Linked DNA regions of Gossypium hirsutum: all the other regions are linked to region 2. The links are chromatin contacts, called in public Hi-C maps. All regions are on one chromosome and are shown on one strand. The core of a region is the stretch at or near the end of the contact, and the rest is flanking DNA. Distances in the headings are between cores, read along the strand shown. Region 1 holds the start of LOC107901727 (protein CHUP1, chloroplastic). Region 2 holds the start of LOC107901896 (auxin response factor 3). Region 3 holds the start of LOC107901731.

Region 1 (3,948 bases), core at 392-2,891, 520 kb before region 2:
ATCTAAAACAAATAAATCAAGAGAGAGCAATTGACGACTAGTCACCTGTCACAGTGGCATTATCGTAAATAAATACTAAAAAAAATACTCGAAACTCACCGCCAGCAAATGAGTTGACCGATTCTCAATCTCCCCTATCATATCCCTTGAATTGGCGGTTGCCGGTAAAACCTCCGGCACGCTACAGCCACCCGCCTCTCTTTTTGATTCCCTGCGCATAAGCGAGTGATAAAACTCCACAACCTCCGGAACTCTCCTCACTTTTGCTGCAATTGTCCTCATCCCCTTCTGAGGCGGCGGTGGAGGTGGCGGCGCAATAGCTTTTATAGGCGGTGGAGGTGGTGGAGGAGGTGCAACTTGCTTCACTGCCGCCTGAGGAGGCGGCGGAGGTGGTGGTGGTGGTGGTGGAGAAGTTTGTTTCTCTGTGGAATCAGAGGAGCTATTGGATGACGTGGATGAAGATGACGACGACGACGAAGGTCTCGGCGGTGGTTTTGGAACTCTAGGAACACGAGATCTGATGTTAACACTAGTAGACTCAACGAGTTCCTCCGACTTACTCCTCGAGTGTCTGGGTCTCTCATTTTCGATTTCCTCTCTTTTAAACTCCGAGCTCTCAACTTTCTCATTACTGAAAGCACTAAAAACAATGGCGTTCGTACATTTATTATTACTATTATTTCTCTTAAAATTCTTTATCAGATTGGACTTCACACTAACTTCCACTAACCCTTGAAACTGCTGCGAAGAGGAAATCAATTCGTCGGTTCCCGCCGTAATCTCCGCCTTACTATTACGACCAGAAGAGGAAGACGACACCGTTTCCTTCAGCTCCGCTATCTCTTCTTCCATTTCTCTCACTTTCTTCTCCTTCTCCTCCTTTTCGTCTTCAATCTTTCCCTTCATCTCCTCTACCTCTGTTTTCAACATCGCGTTTTTGTTTCTCAAGCCCTCAATCTCTTCCAAAGCTCGTCCCAACTCTGCATTTTTAACGACGATCTCATTTTCCAGCACGGGGACAATGGCCACTGATTCTTTTAAAAGCTTGTGCTCTAGAAGCTCTGTTCTGAGCCTGGACTCTCGTTCCCTCAACTCTTCCACCAATCGGAGAAGCTCAGTGACATCAGGTGGACGAGGCTGGACTTGAGCCGAGGATCGAGGGAAATAAACACCAAATGAACGTGAGAAAACAGCTTTTGCGGAAGTAGTGTTTTTGTTCCCTGAGCTTGGGGATGGCGATGGCGGTTTTGATGGAGTATCATGCTTTGAGTTCGCAGATGATTTTTGAAACCCCATTGCCAATCTTACCTTACCAGCCACCATTGATAAGGTGTGTTTTTGCTTTCTCTTACTCGTTTTCTATGGTTTAGGGTTGGATTGATTTTATAAATTGTGATCTGTAAGAAAGTGAAGGACACCCAACAAATGTCCTTGTGAGCTTGGTTTTTCAGACAGTGAAGTCTGGGAATTTGTGGAAATTTGAGTAATTGAAAACAGGGGGAAAAAAGGAACGTTAAATCGGGGGAGACGAGAGTTAAGAGTATAAGAGAGGGAAACTACTCTAAATTAAAGAACAAGAAAAAGAAAAGGAAAAAATTAAAAATGTACGAATATGGAGGAACGATCTTCTTTTCTTGGTTCCATTTTGAAAAAGGAAAAAAAACAAGATCATCATTCATTTTCTAAATGAAAACTATTATTCTAATATTTTTATTTTTTTGTTTAATTATTATTTTATATATCATTTTAAATATAATTTAATTCGGAGCATTAGTATTGCATGGATTTAAACTTTACTAATAAAAATATTATTTTAATTAATGTTATTTTATAATGGTAAAAAAAACTCTTTATAAGAATTTTTTATTTTTTATTTTTGAATTATAAGAGGAGGACAAAGCCTTAAGCAAGATAACTAGCGCGACTCGAACTCAAGCCACACTTGTGGCAATAAACACTCTGATCAACAGGTCAACACGCATGATTCACTCTTTATAAGCTTTTAAGACGTTACATATGTAACATCCCAAAGCATTTCACATGTAGTTTTTATACGATATTGTTGTTCTACCCTTATGCTATGGCAATTCCATGGTGTCAAGCTTATGCTACAAAGGTGTTTGATGGGAGAGGTCAAGGGTCCGTTTGTTTGACTGAAAATGGTTTTTGAAAAATGATTTACGGAAAATAATTTACTTTTTTAGAAAAATTAATATTTTTTTGTATTTGGATAAATTTGTGTAAAATATTTTCTGTTGTTTGGCAGATTTTCTAAAAATATTTCATAAAAGCTATTTTAAATGAAACAAGCATACATTTGAGAATTTATTATCTTTTCATTGTTTAATTGATTTTATTTTATATCTATTAAATTTATATTTTACATAAATTTTCATATATTTCAATGATTTATTTATAAATAAGTCAAATTAAATATATAATAGTACTCAATTATTAAGCTAGAATATTAACAGTCATAAATTAAAAACAACCAAAGTGAATAGATGATTCTTAATTGTGTTATAAAAAAACAAAGATTGAATAATAATAAATTAGCTTCTAAACCACAATTAGTACTACAAGTTAATAATATTATCCAAGTGCATAATTAGTAGTACATCACATGATGACTACATGACTGGCCAAGTAACGGTGAAATTGTCTCAATTAATCTATAATATCTTGATCTCATAACTTGAAACCTTATATTATGACCAATTATATGTAAAAATATAACTCATTGCTTCATAATTATTCACAGATTTAGTTTATTGTAACAAATTGTTCATACTAAGAATGTTGCACAAATTAAAAAAAGCAATCGGCCTCATCCTGATCTCATCAATACAATGTAGGTCACATCTATATAAAATACTATTAATATAATTTTCTCTTTCATAATCTTGATTCACAAAGGGGCGAGAAGCGATTTCCTTCCTAATTTTTAATTTTTTAATCCAAAGAGCCTTAAAAATTAAAAGTGAAGCCACGACCCCAACAATTGCATTATGATCTTGATTACGATCCATCTACACAAAATAGTGCCACAAAAATATTTGGTCATTACAAAAAATAATTTCAAGTGGTGTTTGAGCTCAAGAACTAACAAAGCCAACATCAACAATAAACAAAACAAATCAAAAAGATTTTTGAGTTTTGCAACAAGTTAAAACTTTAGAAAAACATAATTGAGAAACTAAAAACAAACATTCAATTGAAAAGAATGATAGCAAAACATTCAACTAACAAAAATAATCATAAAACAGTAAAAGAATTAAGCAACAAAAATGAAAACTTAGGAACAACTGATAACTAACACAGATATGTTTATAACATTGATAAGATGTCATCTTACTATGTGCGAGATACCTCAAAAGCAGTATTATCGTCAGAGTGATCTAATTTCATGCTAATGGGTAACCATAAATCTCTAAACTGATCTTTATATTATTTACCATGATGTGAAGTTCTCATAGTTATCATTAATTGATTGAGCCTTAGACAATTTAGATTTTTTTTTGCTATAACAGTACAACATAATGCGTTGTTATCATATGATGCCCTTTTCTTGAGAGAAATTGTTCCTTAAACCCTAGTGTCGTCAGAAAACTACGAAAAAATCAACCACAAACTTCGATTGTTTTTGAGCCAAAACTATTTTTTTGTTACTTGTATATGCTGACAAATGAGATAGGTAAAAAGCTGAACATATTACTAGCAAAACCATAGACTTAGGAAAGCCTAAGATCTATTGATTTTTGAACTTGAAATATTAAAGGATAAACATGTGGATTCCCAAGCCAGCAAACAACCTCAAATGCAAATTCTTTTCCTCTACCCAAAAAAAGAAAACTCCAAATAGATTCATAGAATACAACTAATTCAGAAATGAATCAAATGATGCAAATGTCAAACATAAGAGAGATGGCCTGCCTTGGATGGGGGAAT
Region 2 (4,195 bases), core at 1,473-3,972:
TCAGGCTTTAAGTGAACAGAATCTTGAGAAAACAAGTGAAAATACCAGCCCCATGAGCCACTTCAAGGTTTAGACCAAGTTTTTTATGAGCATATCAAAGTACACATAAGCTGCATACTTAAAAAATATAAGCAATAAATTTAATAAATTTAAACATAGTATATGTATCATTCTCTCATTTCAAATCCTTTTACCTCCACAAGGTCAGAGCATAGCTCAAAAAGGAAAAAGAATCTAAAAGTTCACTTGGAAGTTTCAAATTGCATCCTCAGAATATAGCTTGTAAAGTATCTAAATAGGGCAGTGGCATACCTTGGATTGTAGTAAATGCTGAATACACTTTTCATAGAAACAGCATGAACCACATCTGCAAAATTGCTGCAATTCAACTGCTGGCTGCAAGAAGATGGAAAAGAAGAGCCATCTTTAATTTGAGCAGCTCTTCGGACTCCAAGCCTCAGTTCTCCATCTTCACCCCTGCCATGGACACCAAATAAGAACTCCTGTAGGATATTAATTAGAACTTCACAAAGGGAATATTTGTAACCTCAGAAAAAGCACCGCATCTCCAGAGACAAGCTTCTTCTTATTTACAAAAGCACTCCATCCGGAAGTCAGCAAATGTCTCCGTGGTTGACCTACTCAAGCCAAAACTATCTTTAACAGCAAATAGAGAAATGAACAGCTAATCAAGGCTCTGACCTACATGCCTTTGTTCTGAGAATGGAAATCCATAATGTGGAACTTTGCGCTAAAATGCACCCGATAACTAGTGCATACCCCTATAGATGTGTCGAAATCTCCATTCAGAACCATGCAGGTCTTTTGCAACAAGCTCTTGTGAGGGCCTTTGCTGATTATAGTCCTACAATACCAATCTAGTTAAACTCAAAAAGATACACTGAAGATTGCTTTACAAAAACATAATGAACTGTTGTAAATATACATTGAAATAAGCAATGAAAAGTTAAAGACAATACAAGGAGAAAGTGCAAGAAAATTACCAAGGGAGGAAAGCAGTCCTCGGCAGCTCGACGAGGAACAGAGAAGCCACCATGCGTGCTGGTATCGGAAGCGGTTAGTGTCTTGCAGAACATATGGGGCGTGGTTGACTTGACATTGGTTTCAGCATCCTCCTCTTCCCCATCTGCCTCAGTCTTCCCTCCCTCCAACTTTTGCTCAGATTGCTACAAAAGGCATAATTTAGTAATTTACACAAAAAAAAAATTGAGTTAACAGGAGAAAAAAGGCACCTTGAAAATGAAATGAGAAGAAACAAGCACATCAAACCAACAAAATGACACCAAATGTGGAACTAAGTTCAACTCATCTTTGGACTATTTCTAATTCAGAATAACGGTATTGCCTACGGACCAAACTGAATATAATTTTCTGTTCATACTACTTTTATAAGCAACCATTAACCAAGCAAATCAAGGAGCTAGAATAAAACCCACCTCAGTTTCAGGAACCAATGAAACTTGGGCGTAAACCTCATCTGTGGCACCCTCAGCCTGCCAACAAGAACAAACATTTCATAGCAAATCCACATTCTAAGAATAACACACTGCACCACTCTCCTTTGTCCCCTATCATTGTCGGGGAAAACAAATCAAGTAAAAAATAAAATCAATTCCAAATACTCGAAACACTCGATTTCACATGATAAAACCATTTTCACAAGGTCAATTCTCTGGAATACTACATCAAATCCAGACGCAATCACCCTCCCTCCCCCCAAAAAATATGGAGGAACCAAACCCATAAAAGCACAAAAAAAAAATACGGACTTTAAAGCTCTCCCCTTTGAAATAGTCCTCGAGAATACAAACCTAGAAATAAAAAGGAAAATTTTCCCACAACCCCAAACCTCGACAACGCATTCATTAGACAAGATAATATATAGAACACACAAGATGGAGTGACAGTTTATAAAACACATGTATAGATAGCTTACATGGAGCTTGACATCAACAACCCGACAAAACACGTGGGAAGGGAGATCATAAGCTGCAGCTACACCGGAAAAATCGGAAACTTGTTCCAAGTGGCCTTGAGGGAAGTACACCACTACATTTCCTCTCTTTGGCAAAGATATAAGGGGACCAGCACACGCATGCCAAAGTTCTAAACAAACAGAAGAACCAGAACCAGGGGCACTTAACACTGAAGCTGAAGATGAAGATGGAGACAAAGAACCAGATAATGGAGTTTCATCGTCTTCCGTAGAGTTCAGATCGATTAATCCCCCCATTGGTATTTAAAAATAAAAGCTTAGAAAGAAATGATTTTCCTGGAAACGTTAAGTAGTGAGATATGAAGAAGAGGGTTTTTCATGACTGCATTTTCAGAGCTTAGAAAGAAATGGTTTTTTGGCATTGCAAAAAGAAGAACAGAGAAATTAAGTCAAGACCTCAAAAAACACATTTTTTTTAAAGAGAGGGGTGATGGGTTTTAGTCTATTTTGTCTAACAAATCAAATCAAGCCTTTTTATTACCTTTAATTAATTAGGAAATTACAATTAAAAACACACACACATACAAAAAAAAAAAACTTCAGTAATTATAATAAATAGATATAGTAAAGGTGTTTGTATATACATATATATTTGGTGGTGGGGTGGTTCTTGACTGCAAGGTGAGCAGTAGCAGTGCTGCATGACTGCAACTACTGCTGCTGCAAATGCTGCCACTGGTGAGAGTGATGTGTGGCAGGAAGGGTGAAAGAAAGAGCTTTTAGTAAGTGGGGTTTTAACTTTGTTTTAGTTAAACTTTCTCTTTCTATATATATACATACATTAATTGTGTATAATTTTAAAAAATAAAAATGAAAGCTGAGTGTGTTGCTGTACGGCTCCCTGTATTTCCGGGCGGATGTCCATTCTGTCACCTTCTACTTGCCCAAATCTCACTCATCTCTATCCCTATTAAACCTCTCTTTTTAAGGTATTTCTTTTGGATAGAATTGCACATATTTTTAATATTTAAATGTTACAGCTTCAAGTAATTAACATTTTAATATTTTGAGATCATAATTATACAGTAACATTAAAGCGATAAACTTTTTCCAACTCCAAAACTATAAATCATTGATTTGTCCAACTTGCCAAGTTGCAATAACCATATATTTATATATTAATGATAAAGGATTACAGTATTGATCGTCTCTTCTATGATTCTTGCTTGGCCATAAGTATTGACTTCGATGCAGAGTCTTGTAGGCCATTATGGTGGTTTGTTTTCTTGAGTAAAAAGCAATGAGAGATGCAGGTAATTATGGCTGACCAATATGGGATTTTTGTGTTTTAATCATGAAAGGAATTCCCTTCATACGTAGCTATTCTCTGTTTTTTATATAATAATAATAATAATAAACTAGTCTATGCGTCAAATTAAGACCCAATGTTAAGGTCCAAACATTAATTGAAACTTCAATTTTAGGGAAATTTATTACAATAATATTAAAAAATAATTAATTTTAAAAATAGTGTGAATTCTGAATTAATTATGAAAATAATATATTTATTGTAGTTAAAGGTGGTGTCGCCTCAAGTACAAGGGATACCACCTAAAATATAAATTAATTATTATAAAATAAATAAATTAAAATGGGTTTCGCGTTAGTTAAGGCACCCTTAACTTTCCTCATATTTTAATAAAAATGTTGATTACCAACAGAGTTAAATGATATTTTTAATTTTTATTTATAATATGATGTTGGATTTATCATTATTTATATTTGAAATGTAGATTATATATTTTAATTAAATTTTATAAATAATTACATTAAAGGTTTAAATATTTTTAAAATTTATATTTTATATATCAAAATATTAATAATGAATTTTTTTATACTTTTACTAAAATATAATAATATTAACAAATTTGAACTTTAATTTTTTTAAAATGTATATTTTTACTTTACAATATCATGTTTAAAATAAAAATTTTATTTCTTAAGAGTATTTTTTTACAACAATACTAAACATTTAACTCTTAAATCAAACTTTTTAAAAGCACTTTTTAAAATATTTTTTCACGGCACTTTCCAAAAGTAATAAAAAATTTAACCCTCAGTCTCTACTCTTAATTGCAACAAACACGGACAAAAATTGTAATAGTAGACAAAAACACTATTGTATAGGATGCATAACAACTCTAACCAATATAAAATAAATAAATGGTAAATTTGTCC
Region 3 (3,633 bases), core at 530-3,029, 590 kb before region 2:
CAGAAAGCTAACCTTGAAAGAAACTCTCAAGATGGCAGTGGGAATAAAACTAGTAACCAACATAAACTGCAGCATTAACTATGTAACAATCATCATTCTTATCTCCCATTTCTTCTACATACACGCCACTTGAGCATACTAGTCCTCCATCCACAACTTCAACATTCAAAATTTTTCCACTGCATTCAATTGGAAGAATGAGAAGAAAAAAACAAGAGAGACATTTACGAGTTATATAAATATTGCAAAAAAGCAATAGGAGTTTGTAACTGGTTTGATTTACATGGACGTTCTTATTTGGTCCCCAACATTTCTGGAAGGTAAATTTTCAAAATCAATGACATATCACAAACAAAAGTGATTTGTGATGGAAGAATAAGACCAATTGAAGAAAGGCATAGTTAAATTCGCATTAGTAGTTAGAAGATTAGAGAGGTCTCAACATGGGTTAAATTTTACACAGAGTAAGCAATACAATTAGGTCACTGAGCTCATCGGAAACAAGGGTTATTAGCTATTTACTTCATGCTTGGAAAATTATTGATCAGAATTTTGTAAGAGTATATTGGAATGGATATCCTCATACATTAACAACCATAGATGCTCTATATGTTAAAAGTTAATAAATCAGTCAACAAGGATATGTGCTTAAACAAGAACAAGCAATTTGTAAAGGAGATAAAAGAGTTCAAAAATTGAGGCACCAAGTTCCAGAGGTGTGGATACTCACTAAGGAAAAACAGACTTCACCCTCTCAATATCCAATGAGTGTTGAAGAGAATGAGGAACACCTAACTTGATCAGTAATTTCATTTGCTCAAATGAGACCCCAGGTATGGATCCTGCAGGAATTTTATCTCATTACATCTAATGAAACAACTTCAAAAGAGAATTCTTAAATACAGAACGATGCTGGTCTCATGGTTTAAACAACACTAAAGAGAAACAATATAAATTCTAAAATCTTCTAATCTTACTGCACAAAAACTGAACAGCAAACCCATATACCTCTCCTAAATGCAGGAATTGAATTAGAAGAAATAGCATCCCTGCAAGCCCTCATTGCTGCTGATGTGATATCTTGCCTGATTCAATGCAATAATTCATAAAATAAGTGCTTTATCGGATTAAATCAAACCAGAAAAAGTAAAATGGGTGTTTTATATAAGATTAAGAAGAGGAAGAAGAAGACGAACCCATGTTGATCATAACCAACACCCATCTCCACGAAAAGGAGTTTCATCGGTGGGTTCGTGGAGTTGGCGGTCGTGCTTGTGACTGCACTTTGATCTGTTTCCATGGCAGCCGTAGCTCGGATTAGGAGTTGAAATCTAGGACGAGGAGGAAGGTGGAATATAGAGGAGAAAAGCGGAGGCTTCAATGGAAGTGAACCGTATGTTTTGCAAGTGGAGAGAGTTTCAGTAGTAGAAGAAGACAAATTTGAAACCCAGCGGAAACAGATACTCATCTCCTCTCTCACACTGCCCCAACAAAGCTAGGAAATTCGAGTAAATTCATCAAAATTTCCCAGTCAAATTTAGTTGACAAAAAAAAAAAAAACTGTATATGACAGGCCCTTTCATTTCTTATCAGGTTTAAGCTGGCACCAAGCCAAGCCTATGGGTAAAGGTTCGGTCTTTGAGACCAAACCATCTTATATTCATGTCCAACACTCAAATTCAAAGCCTATACGACATAGGTATACTTTTCATGTCGATAACATATGCATGGGGATGACACAGTAATCCCATATCGAATAACTTGGATTTCATATAACTTCAATTGATGGGAGAGTAATCTTTCTTAGGTATTTAATTGGTGGTTATGCATTTGGTATGCTAAAATTCATTTTTTTTTGAAAATTTAACTTTATTGTGAGTTACTTTTCTTCTAAAAAATTGTGATTTTTTTTTTAAATTTTAGTGGAAAAGTAATTTTTCCAATAGTTGGAAAGTTCAACTTTAGGCTTACTAGTATTTTTGCTCTCAAATTTTTTTCAAAAAAATTAATTAAGTTGTTACGAATTATTTGCATTCAATTGAACTTGTGAACTAACAAAATTGATCAAATAAATTCTTTGACTAACATTGATCGGTAGTACTAAACAACAATGTCGACGTGGCTATTAATAAATACCATGTAATCTATCATGCCCTAAAATATAGGGGGTTAATTGAAAATAATTAACTAAAATTTTACCTAGGTTTGATAATTAAGTTGTTAGTGCACTCCTTAGAGATCCTATGTTTTATCCATTCTTTTCCCATTTCTTTTCTTTTTATTTTCAACAAGCTAGGATGAAATTCACTTTAAAATAAATATTAATTGATGTAAAAACATAATAAGAATGGGTAGCAGTTCAATGATTAACACGCCACTTCCCCTTAAAGAACCAAGTTTGAGCTATACTTCACTCAAAGAACATTTTTATTTTTGGCAGCTAGAAGGAAAAATTACATGCCGACCCCTAGAGTTAGAAAACCCTAGGCATTTAGCCATTACTTTCCTAATTACATTAGGATTTTGATTTATTTTTCATCCCAACTAGAATTGCTTCATCTATTCACTATATCTTCTTCTTTTCTATTCTCCCCCTTTTCTTTTTCATCATATTTCACATTATTTTGTTGCTGAACATTTTCTTTGCTTTCTGAATTAAAATCTATTCTTGATTCAAGGAGTTTTTCAATCGGTTTCATAGTCACCATTAGAAACGTTCTTAATCCTTGCCAAGAATCGATAAGTTCAATTCAATTTCAATAATTAATCCCAAATTCTCGTAGTATTTACGTCCAAAGCTAATCTTTCATTTGAATTAATGACTCTTTTAATAATCTTGCTAAAATTCTCGGTAATCTTGATAAATCTTGAAAAAAAACCTTAATCTGTGTATAAATGTCGTTTGAAGAACCCGTTACAAGTGCATCAGACTAGATTTGAACGTGAGCGACGTCATTCAAGATCCTGGTGAAAAGTGTGTGTTCTTTTACAAGCAAATCGGGGCAATCTGTGCCTCAGAATAGGGCCACACACCAGGCACTCGGGTGTATAGGCCACACGTGCGGACCACACGGCCATGTCCCCCTGAAACCTGAGGAGATTCGATTCTCACACACTTAGAACCCTTCACATGGTTGTGACTCCCTTGTACCTTGATTTTGCACATTCCACAAGGCCATAGTTTGTCAGATGGTCGTGTAACCCCTCTACACAGCTTAAGGCATTGCACACGGTCTGGTCACATAGACGTGTGCCCCTATTTTACAATTTTTCCCAAAATTTTTGTAAGCTGTTCAATTTAGTCATTGCATGATCCTAGAACTGATTCTAGTATTTTATCTCTTTCAATTAAGTCTCTAATATTATGGAGAATGTAGAATTCATGATTTGAATGATTAGATTATTACTATATGAGCATGATATGTGATGAATACATGCCTTCTATGTCTGAGTTACTAATTAATTGTTATTATTTTTAGTGAATTACCGGTTTCATGAACAACATGCTTACTGTATTGATAAACCGAATACATGATGAACATATATATTGTTACTGTTAATATAAACACATGTTAAAGATGTTTACTATTTCTGTACTATATTGATGCTCACATGTCATATTGCATTACGTGG

Evidence for each region. Hi-C and Micro-C count contacts between places; a contact is called where the count stands out from the background.
Region 1: a Hi-C map of leaf shows a contact between it and region 2, with 3 times the contacts expected there. The contact joins the promoter of LOC107901727 here to the promoter of LOC107901896 in region 2. A contact is called at or near these places in 11 of 34 Hi-C or Micro-C datasets (anther, hypocotyl, leaf and 2 more).
Region 3: a Hi-C map of leaf shows a contact between it and region 2, with 2.2 times the contacts expected there. The contact joins the promoter of LOC107901731 here to the promoter of LOC107901896 in region 2. A contact is called at or near these places in 2 of 34 Hi-C or Micro-C datasets (both in leaf).

Annotation. Positions count from the first base shown.
Region 1 is chrD06:48,357,432-48,361,379 of Gossypium_hirsutum_v2.1, reverse strand. LOC107901727 (protein CHUP1, chloroplastic) reads right to left here and starts at 1,641. Exons shown (of 7, transcript XM_016827831.2): 1 at 731-1,641; 2 at 100-631. The coding sequence starts at 1,323.
Region 2 is chrD06:47,841,944-47,846,138 of Gossypium_hirsutum_v2.1, reverse strand. LOC107901896 (auxin response factor 3) reads right to left here and starts at 2,722. Exons shown (of 10, transcript XM_016828063.2): 1 at 1,958-2,722; 2 at 1,458-1,514; 3 at 1,005-1,187; 4 at 781-865; 5 at 548-638; 6 at 313-477. The coding sequence starts at 2,254.
Region 3 is chrD06:48,434,879-48,438,511 of Gossypium_hirsutum_v2.1, reverse strand. It overlaps LOC107901731, which reads right to left and starts at 1,779. Exons shown (of 5, transcript XM_016827839.2): 1 at 1,197-1,779; 2 at 1,009-1,085; 3 at 731-842; 4 at 13-179. The coding sequence starts at 1,468. The coding sequence ends at 50.